Linked DNA regions of Bombyx mori: region 1 is linked to region 2. Evidence: chromatin contacts called from public Hi-C data. All regions are on one chromosome and are shown on one strand. Each heading gives the region's core, a stretch centred on a gene start, on an enhancer-like site or on the middle of the called end of the contact. The rest is flanking DNA. Distances are from core to core; before and after follow the strand shown.

Evidence for each region. Hi-C and Micro-C count contacts between places; a contact is called where the count stands out from the background.
Region 1: a contact with region 2 is called in a Hi-C map of midgut, with 2.1 times the contacts expected there. The contact joins two enhancer-like sites. A contact is called at or near these places in 2 of 7 Hi-C or Micro-C datasets (midgut and whole pupa).

What each region holds. Positions count from the first base shown.
Region 1 is chr15:657,989-662,702 of ASM3026992v2, reverse strand. All of the region lies in intron 7 of E74 (transcription factor E74), which reads left to right. Among protein-coding and RNA genes, the nearest start is that of LOC134200138, 12 kb to the right of the region's middle. Within about 2 kb of position 2,197, at least 8 of the 8 cell types and tissues checked have open chromatin away from gene starts, as enhancers often do.
Region 2 is chr15:579,105-584,314 of ASM3026992v2, reverse strand. The region is part of intron 9 of E74 (transcription factor E74); the gene reads left to right. Among protein-coding and RNA genes, the nearest start is that of LOC101739317, 19 kb to the right of the region's middle. Within about 2 kb of position 2,719, at least 8 of the 8 cell types and tissues checked have open chromatin away from gene starts, as enhancers often do.

The sequences.
Region 1 (4,714 bases), core at 948-3,447, 79 kb before region 2:
TCTTTCTTTGGTAGCAGCGTGGGTTTTCGTAGCGGCCAATAAAAAAAATATCTCTCGATTTTAAGAATAAGTTTTTCGAATTGTTGTTACCTTCCTTTAACGCACCGATGAACTTATCTAAGTCCTCCAAATCCTGATACAGGATCGCAATAATGTACAAAACGCTCGTGTAAAGTGATGTTAAACAAAGTCAACTCACGCTATGGCCTTCCCGAAGGCGAAGAGTGTCCTCGAGAGGTCATACGATGTTGAATATACGCTGCACAATATTAAATGAAAACAATACATTCTGATTCGATTGTGCAATAGTTAGAGCCCCTGACCGTTGTGTCTAGGGTTGTGGATTTGATCCCCACATTGGGCAAACATTCGGGTGATGAATAGGTATGTATTAAAGATAAAGATAAAGAAGCCTTTATTAACAACCTTAATTCATATTTAGGTACATACTATTCTTTTTTTTTTGGGTGTGTATTATATATATATATATATATATACCAGAGTCTCTTGTACTCATAACACAGGGAATCCTATTTTCAGGCCGAATAACCGTGTGTGATTTGTTCCCAGTTATTTATTTATTATGAATTTTCTCAATAAGTATAGATGTGTGTTTTGCAGTCGCAATGAACTCATAGGGAAGATACGTACGTAATTAGATTAAAATCTAATAATAATAAATGAGTTTTGCGTTTACTTCTAAAACTGTGGGAACACCCACCGAATACAATGAGACCCGCTATCAGCATTTATGTCTAAATAGATCGTCAATCTACAAAATAAATAAATAAAGAATTTTTTTCAACGATAGACCACATGTGTGATGTGTGACGGTGGCACCATGGCAGTGTGGCCTTAAATCTGCGGACCCTACAGACACGGCTCACTGAGTTTCTCGCCGGATCTTCTCAGTGGGTCGCGTTTTCGATCCGCTGGTAGATTCTGCGAAACACTGCTCTTGCTAGGCTTAGTGTTAGCAACGACGTCAGGTTAGAGCCCCGTGAGCTTACCTACTAGTTTGGCGAATCTAGAAATAACCCCTCGAGGTAAGGATTTATCGGTGAATGGGCAACAACGCTTTTGAGTACTATACCAACGTATTCCGAACGATAATCGACCGACGGTAGGGCCACAATAAGCCTTAACCCGCGGGGTAGGTCCCACAGACCTGTCTGTTCCAGCCGCGAAGCAATACCGTTGAGACTGCCTTCTGCTTTCTGCTGTGAAGCAGTAATGCGTTTCGGTTTGAAGGGTAGGGCAGCCGTTGTAACTATACTGAGACCTTAGAACTTATATCTCAAGGTGGGTGGCGCATTCACTTTGTAGATGTCTATGGGCTCCAGTAACCACTTAACACCGGGTGGGCTGTGAGCTCGTCCACCCATCTAAGCAATAAAAAAAAGGGTGCGCGTACTTATATACGCGCGTAAGAAGTTATACTTTATTTTTATTAAATTTGTTTCTTTTATTTATTTATTTAAATATATATTAATCAATTTGAAAAAAAATCGATTAAACAACATCCTCAAACACGCATATTGGACATCCCTTTTCTTGACATCGTATAAATTCGGTAATTCTCGGTACGGTTCGGAAAGTTCACCTGCGGCTATATTCAGACTCGCCCAGTTACGTCGGTCGTATTGTAATGAGCGATTTATTGGGCAACTTCATTCTGTTAATTTTGTGTCACGGTACGCGCGCATCGTAAAATTTCACTCTCATCAATTTTTCATAACGCGCCTAAAGAAGTATAACTTAAAAATAAATAAATAAAAATACTTTGATCTCATTTCTTGAGGCAGGTGACGTCATTCACGAAGTGATGTCCACGGACTCCACTGTACACCGCCGACCGTGAGCTCGTTCAGCCACAAACGTTTAATACAGTTCCATGCCCGTGAAACGCGGCCCAAGTATCAAAACTATTTACGTTGCAATGTCGTAATACTCGCGAGCACATTAGGTGACCCTTAATTAAGATTACACTATAAGAACAAACAAAGTTTACGTATATTGGATCAGCCGTATACAAATAGTAAAAAAAAAGAAACAAAGTTATATACAAAACAAACATCTCCGGGAATAGTAAAAAAACTTTTCCTATAAGAAATTAGTTGATGCACACATTGACACCGCTCCGTCGGTGAGAGACTCTACGCACACAGATGTCGCGACGCACACGCTGACATTCGTCTAGACGTTTTGTTCGGATACGTTCCGGGGCTCGACATTCGTCAGTAGGATAGGTCACGGACCACCACGGATATAGGCTTCTCGTTCTAACTCATATCTGCATCCCTTTCTTGTGAATTACAACCAAATATCACCTTTGATCCTGAGACCTAAAGTCCAAAATCTATTAAAAGCGGCTCAGGTATAAATTTCGCTTTCAACCGTGAATTTCGATATGAAAATGACGTAACTGTTGTCTTCGTTTTAAGCGACAGTGTTCTCTATGTCGCGGACGTAAGTTCTCAATTAGCTTGAATAAGGTTTAGGTCCTTCTAGATCTCCTAACATGTCCTTGGTCGGTTAGGATGAATTAGACTTGGGAATAATAATTTATGTAAATGTACAAATATGTACATAGCGTATGTAATGAGAGCGTGTGTACATAGTACATAGTTCTGTACCGACATATGAAAACACGGTGGTGTATATTTATTTTATTAGTTTCAATTAAATTCTCTTGATGAATATGTTTGTTAAAGACTTCACTTTGCCATGGCATTAAAGCTGTCACTGTCTATGCCGTTGATAAGCTTGAATAATGTATGCCTTTTTATAACTTTTAATATCTAAAGTAAATATTTGTTTGTTTGTTTGTGTTTGCGTTCACGCGTCGCATATCATGTCCATGTATCAAGTACATAGAAGTAACTATGGTTGCACATTTAACTACTCCTTTGCGAGGAATTTTTTGAAAGACATCTATGATTTTTTTTATTGCTTAGATGGGTGGACGAGCTCACAGCCCACCTGATGTTAAGTGGTTACTGGAGCCCATAGACATCCACAATGTAAATGCGCCACCCACCTTGGGATATAAGTTCTAAGGTCTCGAGTATAGATACAACGGCTGCCCCACCCTTCAAACCGAAACACATTACTGCTTCACGGCAGAAATAGGCAGGGTGGTGATACCCACCCGCGCGTACTCTGAGAGGTCCTACTCAAGGTGGGTGGCGGCATTTACGTTGTAGATATCTATGGGCTCTGGTAACCACTTAACATCAGGTGGGCCGTGAGCTCATACACCCACCTAAGCTATAAAAAAAAACTTAACACCAGACGGGCCGCCCGTCACATTTACCCTTCTAAGCAATAAAAAAATTGTAGCATATTCCATACATGTTTGATACATTAAGTGGCTATTTAAGTCACGCGTGGGTGTTTCAATCGGACGAGAGTTAAAAGTTCAAGGGCGATTGGGCAATCGTACAAATGTATCCAAAGGGTGGGGTGTGAGCCTTCAAGTTTACTGGATCATATGTATTTTATTCCTTTGTGTCTTCGTCAGTGTCATTGAAGTTCCGTCCATCGAAGCTATTCGCTTGTTCCTCTGGGACTAAATGAAGCGTTAATGAGCCTTACCCGCCATGTGGTGCACAGGTGGAGACCGAGCTTGATTAAGTCGAGAAGGAACTGCACTGTATGGGAAATATGTCGATCGCAAAGTGCCATCAGTGCAGGTTGCACTTGTTCCACAAAACGGACTGACTTGTCGCTGCAAATCGCACTGGCAATGCTGAACTTCGGCAAACGCACCATCTTGTAGAGGCAAGCATTGGGGCGTAACAGAAAGCGCGAACCTATCTCCGCACCAGCTCAAGATCTTGCCCCAAACCTGGTCCCTAATTGTAATAAAAAAAAAAAAATACTAACAATCACGCCACGTTAACTGGTCCCGTGCTGAGTTCGTAAAGAACTTGTGTGACATTTCTTTTTTAATATTTATCATACAAATATCTTCCCGCGACCCCCTTGTATAGTGACCATATCACTTACCACTACACCAGACGGCCGTTATATAAGTTCGTATGTCAATTCTGGGACGGTCAATGGATAACCAAAAAAATATTGTTTCGTACCCAATCGTTAGTAGCCAAAGGGGCTCTTTCAAATACACGCGGACTGGTAGCTGAGCTTACTAGGCTCAACCTCAGAGTACTCACATACACTATCCCTAATCAAGCGGTGCTTCACTGATTCTACCACTATATCGGAATCGCGAGCCACTGAGAAGATCTAATATAACGTCAGTGGGTTGTGTCTATGGGCTAACTTGCACGTCGAACTCTTCGACGCATTTGACGGGTCCGACGAGAATAGTGACCGGTGCTTGGAATACTTAGAAACACTGAGAGTGGATCAGGAGGATCCGATAGGACGGGTAAGCTGTTTTACATGCGCAACTGGATGGCGAATGATCACACTCCGTAACCCACACAGCCTGGGTCCTGGAGCACGTGGGCAGCTTACAAAGCCGAAAGTCTTACTGCTTTGCGGCAAACTTAGATAGAATTAGGTTTAAATTTAATAACCAAGTCTCCAAGTCCAAGTCTACCAAGTCTACCTACCTAGTCTACCAAGACAAAATGTTGAAATAACACCCTTTGAGATAAAAACAAAATAAACTATCGCAGATACTGTAACTCCTATACGATATACATTCTATAGATTAGAGGAAGACAACTATAAATGGGATTTA
Region 2 (5,210 bases), core at 1,470-3,969:
CCGTTCTAGTAACCTGATTTTTTCTTTTTCTGCAGTGAAAAACAATAATAGAAAATAAACAACTGTTCAGTTATCCAACACGTGCTTCTCTTTATCACACGAGCAATATTATACCAGAGACATTTAGATTTGCAAATAACAAAACACTAAATCAGTAGTTGTGTTGTGGCAAACAATTGTGGCAGTGTAGGTACTACGCAGTACCTACACTGCCACAATTGTTTGCTACGAGTTGCAGTGCAGTCTGTGAAGTCTTGACCAAATAGAGCTGCTGATGAGAGGTCATCGTAAATGACACGGGAAACTGTCGACATACGATATACACGTGGTACCAACAGAAAACGACTTTAGCGTTTGCAAACCACACAAAAATAATTCAAACATTTTTATTCCATCACGTATTAGTAAGTTAATCACTGATTTGAATGCTAAAGATTTAAATCGCCTAGGTACCTTTAATATACACTTAAACTATCACTAATCATTATAAATTTATTTATTGTAGTTAAAATTTTATGATCGGTACTGTAGGTAGGTACCTATATGCTGATAAATTTATGTAAAATTAGAAATACTTTATATTGACCAAATTCTAACATCATATAATTATTTTCTTTAAGTATAATTAATTATCTAAATATGCTAAATACCCCTTCGGAACACTGATGCAAAATGATTGATCTAAAATGGCGTCCGGTTGCAAGGAAGTGTAGGAATTCGCGGGACGCGTTAGAGGGAGCGCGGGGGGAGTGGTTGGGGCGGGAGGAGTGCGCGGGAAGGGGGCGAGGTGACCTTCGCGCGTTGATGCAATGTCGCCGTGTCATTGACCACGCTGCGCCGCGCGCAAACAGTTGCAGCCACGTCCCCCCTCGCCACCTCTCCCTCTAGTCCCTCCCGCCCTCTCCCGAACAACTCGCTAACTTTTTGCCTTCTCCACAACAAATTTTGAAGTTAGAAAACTATTTTTTTCAAGTAGATCTATTTAAGATACCCTAATTTTAAAGTATGTATGTAAATTATTGATAATTACTTGGAACTGAAATTGTAAAGAGTAATAAAAATACTTTCTCGTAGATGTAAATGAGTTTGATAATAAATAAGTTACGGAATTTTTAAACTAGAACGTAATTTAGGTTAAAAACGATAAGGGCAATTGTAATTAAGTAAGTATTAAAATTCTGAATCCACTTCCTCGATTAACAACAGTTTTCAGTGCGTTGACTTCGCTGAAAATACATAAAACACATTTCATGTAATATTAATTAGTTTGTATGGTCTTTTTCATTAGTCGCTTGTTGAAGTTAAGGTCGTTCACCGCAGCTTACCAAAAAGAATGTGATTATATTGTGTCCGCACAATCCCAATATAATTCAAAGAAAAGCTCGACATCCAAAGTTAGCTACATAATAACATTTCTGTTCATTCTTCTACATACGTATAATTTTCATTTATACTTTAAACATTTTCATATTTCATAATGCTCATCCTGTAAGTTTACTGAGTGAAAGAGGCAAATCTAGTATCTGTGTGTATGTAACTGTTATGGATAACTTGAAACATAGTTGTATAAAAAAACGCATCGCATTTAAAAAATAAAGCAGCGTTTGTTTGCACATGCTCAAGTCTTTTTTTTCTTTTGTAAATTAGGCGCGTTCCCTTTGCTTGGCGCCATACTTTTATCAAGAAAATCGGTTTTCGTCCCGGATTTTTCGTATCGGAATATTTGATTTCTTTTCAAAAATTTTTATTTTCTCATAACTAATATTTTCTGTTTATACGTACTTAAATGATGATTTATAATATACATTTATATCTACATTAATTCAAACTCGTATTTAAATATCAAAATGAGTAATTATTTGCAAACAGACATCAAGCCGCCGCCATTACCTACTGTTACCGAAACAGATAATATAAACTCGAGACTCACTCACAATAACTTACAAAATAAATTATATTACACATTAAACAACGCAAAACACAATACAATTAATAATACAAATGTTTTTACAGTTGCATTAGTTTACGTAAGCGGGGTGCAAGAACCGCGCGGGTTCACCTTCAGTTCCCAATCCACGGGTTGAGGTCGTATCGCCAATAACAGATATTGATACCGCGACAAACAACGCGTAGCGGTGACTTTCGAACGACGCAACGCTAAAGTCGAAGTGTCAAAAGAACGCTTATAAGGCGCGACGCAAACCGGCCATCTTAACATTGATTCTTGTCAAGTATTTATTACCTAACTGATGTAAAATTTACTATTTTGAATGTTGTTATGTTTAATGTAATCTGATCATCATTCAATAATACGCCCTTTGATTGGCTTTGAATTTGAAACTTATTTGAATAAAAAAAAAAAACTGTAGGTAATAAAACTTTCTTAAGAAAATTCCCGTAGTAACGTAACCAGAATACTATTTTGGATTAAATTATTTTATTCATAATGCTAATCAAACTTCTTATAAAATAAGTAACAGAAAAGGGAAGGGAAAGAACAAAAATCTAAACAAGAACAATAATAATTTTACAATGTTAATAAAACTTTGGCTGTAATCCAAATCAACAAAATAATCGTATCAAAAATGAACTCTCATACAAAAAAAAGTGTATGTTAATCTGTGCAACGCGTAAACATGTAACCGAACCTGACCTTACACAACGGCAGCCATTGCGTATAGCCCGGCCGAGACAAACGGCGCTCTCATTCCGAACGTAACGCATACAGCAAGCTGATAACTGCATCCGGCAGTATAACCGATAACGCTATCTGACGACGCGGCCGAGTGCAACTCTTTTAAACGTTTTAAAACATGTACAAATTTATTGAACCAACATCGAATTATAGAGTCCATTGATTTAGGTTCTAAACAGCCACTAAAAAGGTTTAGTACCTACTGTTTACTAACCAAACAATTGGCATGTATATCTCAAATAGTTCAGTTTAATTTTGACATACAAAAAAAAAAACGACTGGAAATAGTAAATTTATAGGAAAATAGTATCGATACCACAAAACTATAATTGCGTTACCACAAAACTATCTAACGATTGCAATGGCATTGAATTCTAAATACCATTACTTCCGTACTTTACGCAAGAATTAGGAAAAAATGGAGTAAGTTGCAATATACAAAATTTTTGTTATAATAGGTACCCCGATTACTTGCTCGCCTAGCTTGATTCTAATATTCTAATTAATTCAAACTGAGCAATAATGGTAAGAATAATAAAATTGCTTTTGCTGCAATATATTATTGAATGTATGTAGGTACAATAAAATTTAAGCAAATAAGACTTCCAATTGAATTTCGATCTAATACATTATCAATCACTTGAACTGTTGATGTTTTTTAAAATAAGTAGTTGAAATTGATTTTCCTCGCTTCATTCTTCTCATTCAAGGTTTTCAAATGTCAAAACAAAATACATATTACGTACGTATATCAATATACCTACCTAGTAATAAAACAGTAGAATGCGGTGAGCCAAGCCGCTGCCTACTTTTCTTCAACATACCAAACGTTGAAGAAAAGTAGGCAGCGGCTTGGCTCTGTCCCTGGCATTGCTGAAGTCCGTGGGCGACGGTAAACACTCACCATCAGGTGGGCCGTTTGCTCGTCTGCCTACAAGAGCAATAAAATAAGATAAAAGTAGAAAAGATTTAACTGAAGAACATGAATCAGTGATATTTAGGATTATAGTCGGTCCATTTTTTTGCTCTTACATATCTCCGGAACAGCGCAACGGATTCTAAAGTACCTATAGTTGTCACAGAAAGAGGCAAACTTGCCAAAAAGCTATCTTATTATATAAAAGTTTTTAATACTAATGCAGGTAATATTAATAAAAAAGTATATGGTTGTTTCGTTTACACACCCTAATAACTAAACCGGCTTTGGCGAAATCATGTATAGAAATGGTTTGTATCATATAAATGTAAGCTACTTTTTATTCCACTGCTGTCCACTTATCCTCGCCCAGGCGATGTAAAGTGTGGTGATAACATGAGTTCTGATTTAACAAATTCTACTTTCATGAAATTAATTAGAATGATGACCATTGTCACAATATTTCTTCCATTAACATAGATATCTACCCCATTCAAATCTTGAATATAATTTCTACGGAATATGTTCAATGCAGTACTTAATTGTATCGGTACGTAGATGCTAACAACTTCAAATGGGAAAAGAGTCTAGAGGCATTAGTATAGTATACAGTAGAATATCACTTGTAAATTTTTACGAAGAAATCTCTAATCGACAATTGCGTTTGATCGCTCTCTCTCTCTCTCTCGACTTCCAATGTAGTCCGATAAGAAAGCTACAAAAGATTTTCAATAATGGTTTTCTGCTTCCGTAATTAATTCTAAACTAACAAAGGAGAGACTGAACGTAGAGAAGAAAACGAATATAACATTATTATCCGAAAACTAACGCGGTAGACTGGAACGAAACGCGTAGGAGACAAAAATGTGAGTTAGATAAGCAGGAACTTCCCATTTAGATAATGAGTTGACGACCGACGGGCGACGTAACCATACTGTGTAGTCTATGTCACGTACGTAAAATTAAAAAAAAACATTATTACGTAACACGAAACTTTAATAAAATATTAAAACATGTGCTCGGTTTTGTCTGGATATGTGGCTGCGTGCATAGCTTTACCAGTGCCTCTTTATCGTTAATTGATGAGTAATTAAAGAAGCTGAGGCGTTTATATGTAAATTCTTTAAAAAACACTATAATCGAACAGTAAGTATATATATATACATTCTGACTCCACAAACATTCGTTATCAAATACATTTATTTCACATGTGGAAATATAATATAAGGAGAGATGGTACATCTGAACTTTGTCGAACCACGCACGTCATGGTTACGGTGTTCGCACGTTTGCACAGTTGCCGTCCCACAATGAACTTACCACACCGTTTGCCGAACGGTAATCGTTTCCGTATTTGCAAATCGTTTGCTGATTATTTTTTTAATTCGTTTCATTGTTTAACCTTTTGCCTTTTTCGTATTTCGGGCAGGCTACGAAAGCTTAGTAGGCTGTAATCTGTACTCTATAGTTCGTAATCTGTGGTAGTCTTCGGACGTTGAGTAGGTATTTGAGGAGAGTGACGCTTCATCTAATAGAATAAGCCGTCTCGGTGCGCTAAAATTTTAATACCTTACTTATTGAATGAATACGTAAACTACG